2 separate regions of the Lactuca sativa genome follow, and region 1 is linked to region 2. A link is a contact called in public Hi-C data. All regions are on one chromosome and are shown on one strand. The core of a region is the stretch at or near the end of the contact, and the rest is flanking DNA. Distances in the headings are between cores, read along the strand shown. Region 1 holds the start of LOC111914980 (nucleotide pyrophosphatase/phosphodiesterase). Region 2 holds the start of LOC111915255 (probable inactive purple acid phosphatase 27).

Region 1 (3,587 bases), core at 935-3,434, 950 kb after region 2:
GTTTTTTTTAATATTTAAAAACACAAACCTTGCAATCATATATGGCTTTATAGATGAAATGGGTTCGACTTGTGCTGTGAATTGATCCCATTGCGAGAGAAATCCATTTGCATATGGTAAATCTCCTATATGAAACACTATATCATAGTTGTCAAGGTCACTAACTAATTGGTCTGTTGTAATTAGTGATCCTGGCTGATAATTTGCATACTCATTTGACCCATCACGTTCCGCCTAGAAAAATGAATTTTATAAATTAGTTATTGTTATATTTTATTGTATGATTTAAATAAATTTCTTTTGATCAAATTCAATGGTACCTTTCCCATGTCTCCAAATATGATAACACGTTGAAGCGAATCCTGCCCTGGATATGGAGATGATTTGAATGTGTACATTTTACTATAAATGATTGATCCGTTTGAAAGCATATGCCCCATTCTATATTCATACCTAGAAAAATAATGTTGTGATTTGTGAATATTTGTTGTTTGGATTGCAAAGGTGAAATGGTCATTTAATGTCGTTTATTCAGACGAGTTATTCAATCTTAGAATAAACTAACTTAATGTATAGAGCATTTTGTCCAAAACATCATTACTCATTCGGCTATCTTTCCTATACATATGACTTAATGGAAAAATAGTGTCTTTTTCCATTGTATCATTATTCTTTGAAAATGTGAGTAAAAGTGAGACACATACATGGTGTTTGGCCACAATTCCTTTAAGAAACTAGTGTGGATAAAACCAGGATCACGCCATCCAACTGTACGTGCCGGTGGACCTACATGGAAGGTAAAAAATGTAAAAATTTTGGGTAATTTTAATTAATTTTTACCATTATTTACTATTATACCACACATGCTGCCACGTGTAAAAGTCAACGTCCCTGCTGGAGAAAGCTTTTTGATTTGACCCTTCCATCCCCATTCAACAAGTGGAGTTGCTTCATCAATGTTATAGCCACTGGTCCAAGTTACAGTCATCTGTAGAAAATTAGAAAAAGAAAGTTTAGAGACCACACACCCAATATAGCAAAATATATAAAGATTAGAATTCAAAAAGGTGTAGAGTTTGTAAATGTACACCTCATCCCAAGCTTTTCCATGGGCAAGACGAGGGTATAGAGGAGCTTTAGGGTTTGCAAATGATATAGGATCAGAAACAGCAACCAATTTCGGCTGTAATTCAGAAAACCCAATTACTGATTAGTCACATACATTGCAGAATTCAATAAATTACGAGTGGAAACTGGAAAGAGGGACTAATTCACACAGCTTCTAATCCGCCTGTGAATAACGCAAACGCGAAATCTGCACGTTGATTGATGATCCGGAAGCTGAGATTAGCTTTTCCTGTTTCAACATAATTGACAGTGGAGTGATTTGCGAACTTGTACTGTTACAATTTACAAAACATATGTTATTAGCAGGAAGGTCCTTCATCATTCAAAGTAATTAATGGTGTTTTACCTTAATTGGAGCTGTGCATAAGTATGGAGTCTCCGGCCAGTTACCAGCTTCAGATGAACAATCTGATGAACTGTCAATATTCATTCAATTTTTCAGAAACATCATTCTCATGTAGAAGACGAAGCCATTCGGTATTATAGAAATTAAAAGAGAAGATTACTTGAACTTCGCTGGTGAAAAAACTCCAACCCAATCGTCCTCAGATGCTTCAAGGTACTCAAGCTCTACGTTGACCCATTCAGCATCCTCGCCCTTTCGTAATATCAAGAAATTAAGTAATGGAATTTGAATAGTTAATCTAATTAATGGGAAGAAAACGACCTTTTACCTTGAATCCTAGTAGCAAAGGGTTAGAACGAATGGAAGCTGATTCATGGAGAGCGATAATAGTCTTGTGAATGGCAATTTTGGCGAGTGGTTGTTCATTAATGGGAGAATGAAGATGATGGTCAACACCACTGCTTATGAGACGGGAGTAAGAGGAAGCATGACAAACTCTATCAACAAGAGCATTTGAAAACAACATGAACACTATCGATAGATGAATCATTATTGACATTTCCTCAAACAATTGTCATGCACACTCTTCGGAAGAGAAGGCATTCTTATGCATTTATAGGTAGTAATTTCAAGTCCATATAAGATTAATAATATTTTGAGGAAAACGTTAAAGATTCCATTGAAATTTTTGGGTAGGTAAGGTGACTCTCGAGATACTTCATCGATCATTATACATGGATTTGGTTGCATTAGCAATTTGATATAGAAAAATATATATAAAAGGCTGGCTTATTTTATTTTATTATTATTTATTTATTATTTATTAGATATTTAAATAAATAATAATCAAATTGTATAGCCGCCAGACTTATGATTTTTTTTATTTTATTATTATTATTATTATTTATTTATTTTGTATATATAAAAGGCCGATTTGAATTTATTCATTTGTTCATAACGCATACTTCGTACAGCCTTTTTAATTTCATTATATCAAACAATATTCAAGGTTCATCTTTTACACATTGGACCCTCAAAATAACAATTAAATTACAAGCTAAGCATACTTCGTACAACCTTTTTAATTTCATGACAAAATTTCAAAAATGATCCATGTGGTTTTCGAAAATATCAAGTTTAGTCCTTAAGTTTAAAAAACCTCACAGATGGTCCCTGTGGTTTCAAAACTTTTAACAAATGGTCATTTTCGCTAACGTCGTTAGCTTTTGGCCGTTAAGTGAAGGACATTTATGTCTTTTCACTACCATATGGACCATTTATGAAGTTTTATCTTATTTAAAAATAATAATAATTATTTAATGTTAACTCTCTCTCTCTCTCTCTCTAAATTAATGAATCGTAAACCTAAACGACCATTCTCTGTTATAATCAAAATTCATACACCACAATCACTTAAAAACTCACCAATAAACCAATTTTGTCATCCTAAGAATAATAGTTAAAGAAGAAAAGTTAAGATTCTTTTTATTTGTAAGAATTTTTTTGTGAAAATCAGACATGGAAGACAATTGAAAAGAGGTGAGCAACACCTCTGTTTCCTTTCCTTTCCTGGTGCAGTCGGTCAGGAAGAGCATCACCGGTGCTCGATCAGAAGAAATAGGGAAAAACAGGAGCGACATCAGGGTTGTCGTTTATTGCTTTGCCAGGGATTGTTGCTCCTCTTTCGATTCTTGTTGTGGATGCGAAGGGGGTTACTTCGGCAGCTCCCTTGTTCTTTCTTCTTCAAAAAAAAATGGATGCTTGGGTTTGATATTTGGCTGGAAAGATAGAAAGAATAACGGATGGGAAGCAGTCGGTGTTTGATCATGATTTTCCCTCGACACTTGGAGCTCGACAAGGGCTGTTGACCGCCGGGAAAGATGACCACAACCTGTGGTAGTCGAAGGAGGATTTGGGGATCACCTGATAATGAGAAAGGAAGTAGAAGGGAGGTTGGTGATTCTCATCTTTCTTTCTTCTCTAGTGAACAAAACGGATAGAGACCTATTTGCGATCATAAAGTCCTTTAACTGGAAATGGTGGAGATTAGGGGTCTTTAGGTTTTGGTTATTTGACTGTAGGGAAGGAAGAAAGAAAGCGGGGCTGTTTATCT
Region 2 (3,406 bases), core at 658-3,157:
AATCGTAATTTTTGGAGTTTTAGTTTTACTACCTTTCCCATATCACCGAATATAATAACACGTTGCAAGGATTCTTGTCCTGGAAAAGGGGGTGACGTGAACGTGTAAATCTTTTTGCTCCATATATGTGTCCCATCGGGTAATATATGCCCCATTTTGTAAGTATACCTAGGATTTATAATTATAACATATAGTTAATCCAGTTAATTGAATTAAAAAATTTTAAAAAATGATAGATACTTGGTATTTGGCCATAGATTTTCCAAGAAACTTGTATGTATGAAACCTGGGTCCCGCCACCCGACTGATCTTGCTGGTGACCCTGCATGAAAGTAATTTTTCCAGTAATCGTGTTTACTGAGTTGACTCACACTGTCCTATCCAAGATTATCAGTAGATGAACATACCGCACATGCTATTTTGATGGAATGTTAGTGTTCCCGCGGGAGTGCGAATTCGGCCTTGACCTTTGACTCCCCATTCCACAAAAGGAGTTGCTTCGTTTATATTGTAGCCACTTGTCCATGTCACAGTCATCTAAAATGAACACAAAAAAAAAAAACAAAGATTCCAAATATCAATTTAAATAGTAAAAAAAATATATAATATAAAAATACATTTTCAAAACTTACTTCATTCCAAGATTTTCCTAGAGCAAGACGTGGATAAACAGGTGCTTTTGGATTTGCAAATGATATAAAGTTCGAATGAGCAACTAATTTTGGCTACAATGAAAATATAAAGACAACTAATAAATAATAAACATAGGAAAGGTGGGCCATATCAAAAGTAACTAAATAACAAAATGCATTGTAGATTTTGGATTTTTACATTTGATAATCCACCCGAAAACAAGGCAAATGAGAAATCAGCTCGTTGATTGATTAACCGGAGTTTTAATGTACTTTTTCCTGTTTTTGCATATTCCCAATTCGAGTAATTTGCGAATGTGTACTGAAATAATATAAGTCAGATCACAATTCACATATGATACCAATTTATTTGGAATAAATATCATAAATTTAAAGCAAAATTCACCTTTATTGGTGCAGAACATATGTATGGAGCCTGTAGCTTAGAATCATTTTCAAAGTAACAAGTTGATCCACTGCATTTTTTTCAAAAAATATATTATTTAGTACGAATTTCTACATTTGATTATGATATTGAAGATTTGAATCAAATCTTACTTAAATTTAGCAGGAGAAAATACTCCAATCCAGTCATCATTCGATGGATTTGGGTGTTGAAGCTCGATTGTCACCCAATCAACATCTTCACCCTTCATTAAAGTGAAAAATTTATCAACATTAGTCACTAGAAGAAACTGTTTTTCTTTCAAGAAAAATAAATTTTTACCTTTGAGCCAAGAACAGTAGGATAAGCTTTAATGGAGGCGTCATCACGGAGAGCAAACACAGCACTGTGAATTGCGATTTTGGACAAGGGTTGTTCCGTGATTTCAATATTACCTTTCACAAAATTCGCTGATGCTAAAACAACAAAGATTGATAGTGAAAAGACGGCGATTCTGTAAAAGATCTTCATTGAGGCAATTTCACAAACGGGTTACAGGCATGAAAAGGTTGTTGTTTCTTTACTGGGTTTTGGGTTTTGGATTTCTGGTAGTGGGATTTGGGAAGATTCCAGCAGATATTCTTTTATGATTTTGTTATGAAGTTAAAAGATTGATAAATAGTTGTAGTTATGAATAAATAATAATCCGGAGATTTCTTCGAAGATTAAGTCAACTGTTTTGCTTTGAGTTTTATCCACATGCTAGATGGCGAATCTTTTGACTCTGATTACTGGCCATCGAATTCGGATACAGAGTCGACACTTGGAGTCTTCAGTCTTAACGGAATCAGTCGAAATTAGTTGCGAAAATAAATACAGCATCTTGTTCTGCGTTCGTAGACTTTTACAGTTATATTTTTGGAAATTAGGTCATATAATGAATTATTATTGGGCAAATCTAAGAATCATTTATTTTTCTGGATAAAACCCTATTTATTTTCTCGAGGAGATCACTAAAATTTTGATATTTTTTCAAATAAAGTACTTTCACATCCTATGTTAGGCTTCACAAATAATAATGCATACAACTCATTTTTTTTTAATCATGTTACATCTTTTTTTTTTTTTTTTTTTATTGTATAGCAGTCCATAATCATATCAACTTCTTCGGCTGTGAAACCCATATCAACGTGCAAGTTTCTAGCGAGGGGAAAGTGGACTTGAGAAAAGTTTCTTTGTTTGTGTTCTTCATATGGTGGCAAACACGGGGAAGTTGCACAAATGACTTTTCCAAGGCATAACATTTCACACGCTAGGGTTGAGAATAGGAAATACATATCTTGTATCGAGAATTGATATCGCAATATATATCATTCCCATGATATGTTGTTTTGTTACTATTAACCGTTTCATCTTTTAATAAATGACCCAATATTTGCTCTCTTAATGATTGTTGGGATGTATTTGGGTTTCCATGCATGTGTGTTCACCGAAGTCATGAGTAATTCTTCATAATTGTTTGAAACAAGAATTAAAATTCTCAATTTCTTTTGAGACTTTATTAAACAAAAACTAGAAATGGATCTCCGAGACCAAATCTAGGATTGAAAATGAGATGAACTCCCTAAAGGATTGAACAATCTTGCTCTGATACTATTTGTTAGGATGAACTAACAAGATGACAAACAAAATATTGCATAATTGTAAGACGAACCTTTATGTAAATAAAGGTTGGGATCTTTGATTGATCACTTGCAAAAGGATTCAATGATTCAATGAAATGCTCCAATATTCTGAAAGAATATGAGTAAGATCAAAAACTTGTTGGCCTATTAGAATGACTGACACCAATATATATAAAACTCAAGACGGTCTAGTTAACCCCAATCATAATAAATAATAAGACACAAAGATATACACATGTGAAAATCAAAGCGAGCTACTCACACTAACCTACACCTATGGGTAGGAGCACATAAAATAATGTATACTATAACGTTATACCGATAGAGCATAATATGCTCTACCAACTACTTAGATATCACAATACAAAACTTCTATTCGAAACACAATCTGCACTCGACAACAATCCACCAACATACCCAATCTTGGTCTTTGAGAAACTTTCCTCATGACAAAGGTTTAGAGATTAGGTATAGAACAAGCACTCCTTTACCTCAACAAGAACCATAGATTTAACCTCATTCAAATTCATGAGCTCCTTACTAGCAATCATTACTTTGCTAGGTTCATGAGTTAACATTGTCATTTTCAGATGCTCTTTAGTTATAATTTTCATGTAAGACAAATTCCCTCGCATTCTTGTCTGATTTCCGTCTCCTTTCCCACCCTAATGTCTAGGTTTTTTTATCCCGACGTCCATTACTTA

What was found. A called contact is a pair of places that touch in the nucleus more often than the background predicts.
Region 1: a Hi-C map of seed shows a contact between it and region 2, with 4 times the contacts expected there. The contact joins the promoter of LOC111914980 here to the promoter of LOC111915255 in region 2. A contact is called at or near these places in 2 of 4 Hi-C or Micro-C datasets (leaf and seed).

The regions. Positions count from the first base shown.
Region 1 is chr4:135,469,582-135,473,168 of Lsat_Salinas_v11, forward strand. It overlaps LOC111914980 (nucleotide pyrophosphatase/phosphodiesterase), which reads right to left and starts at 2,185. Exons shown (of 12, transcript XM_023910685.3): 1 at 1,803-2,185; 2 at 1,635-1,726; 3 at 1,475-1,544; 4 at 1,278-1,400; 5 at 1,091-1,183; 6 at 859-988; 7 at 705-786; 8 at 321-453; 9 at 29-234. The coding sequence starts at 2,033.
Region 2 is chr4:134,514,909-134,518,314 of Lsat_Salinas_v11, forward strand. It overlaps LOC111915255 (probable inactive purple acid phosphatase 27), which reads right to left and starts at 1,908. Exons shown (of 12, transcript XM_023910928.3): 1 at 1,360-1,908; 2 at 1,191-1,282; 3 at 1,039-1,108; 4 at 832-954; 5 at 633-725; 6 at 408-537; 7 at 241-322; 8 at 33-168. The coding sequence starts at 1,548.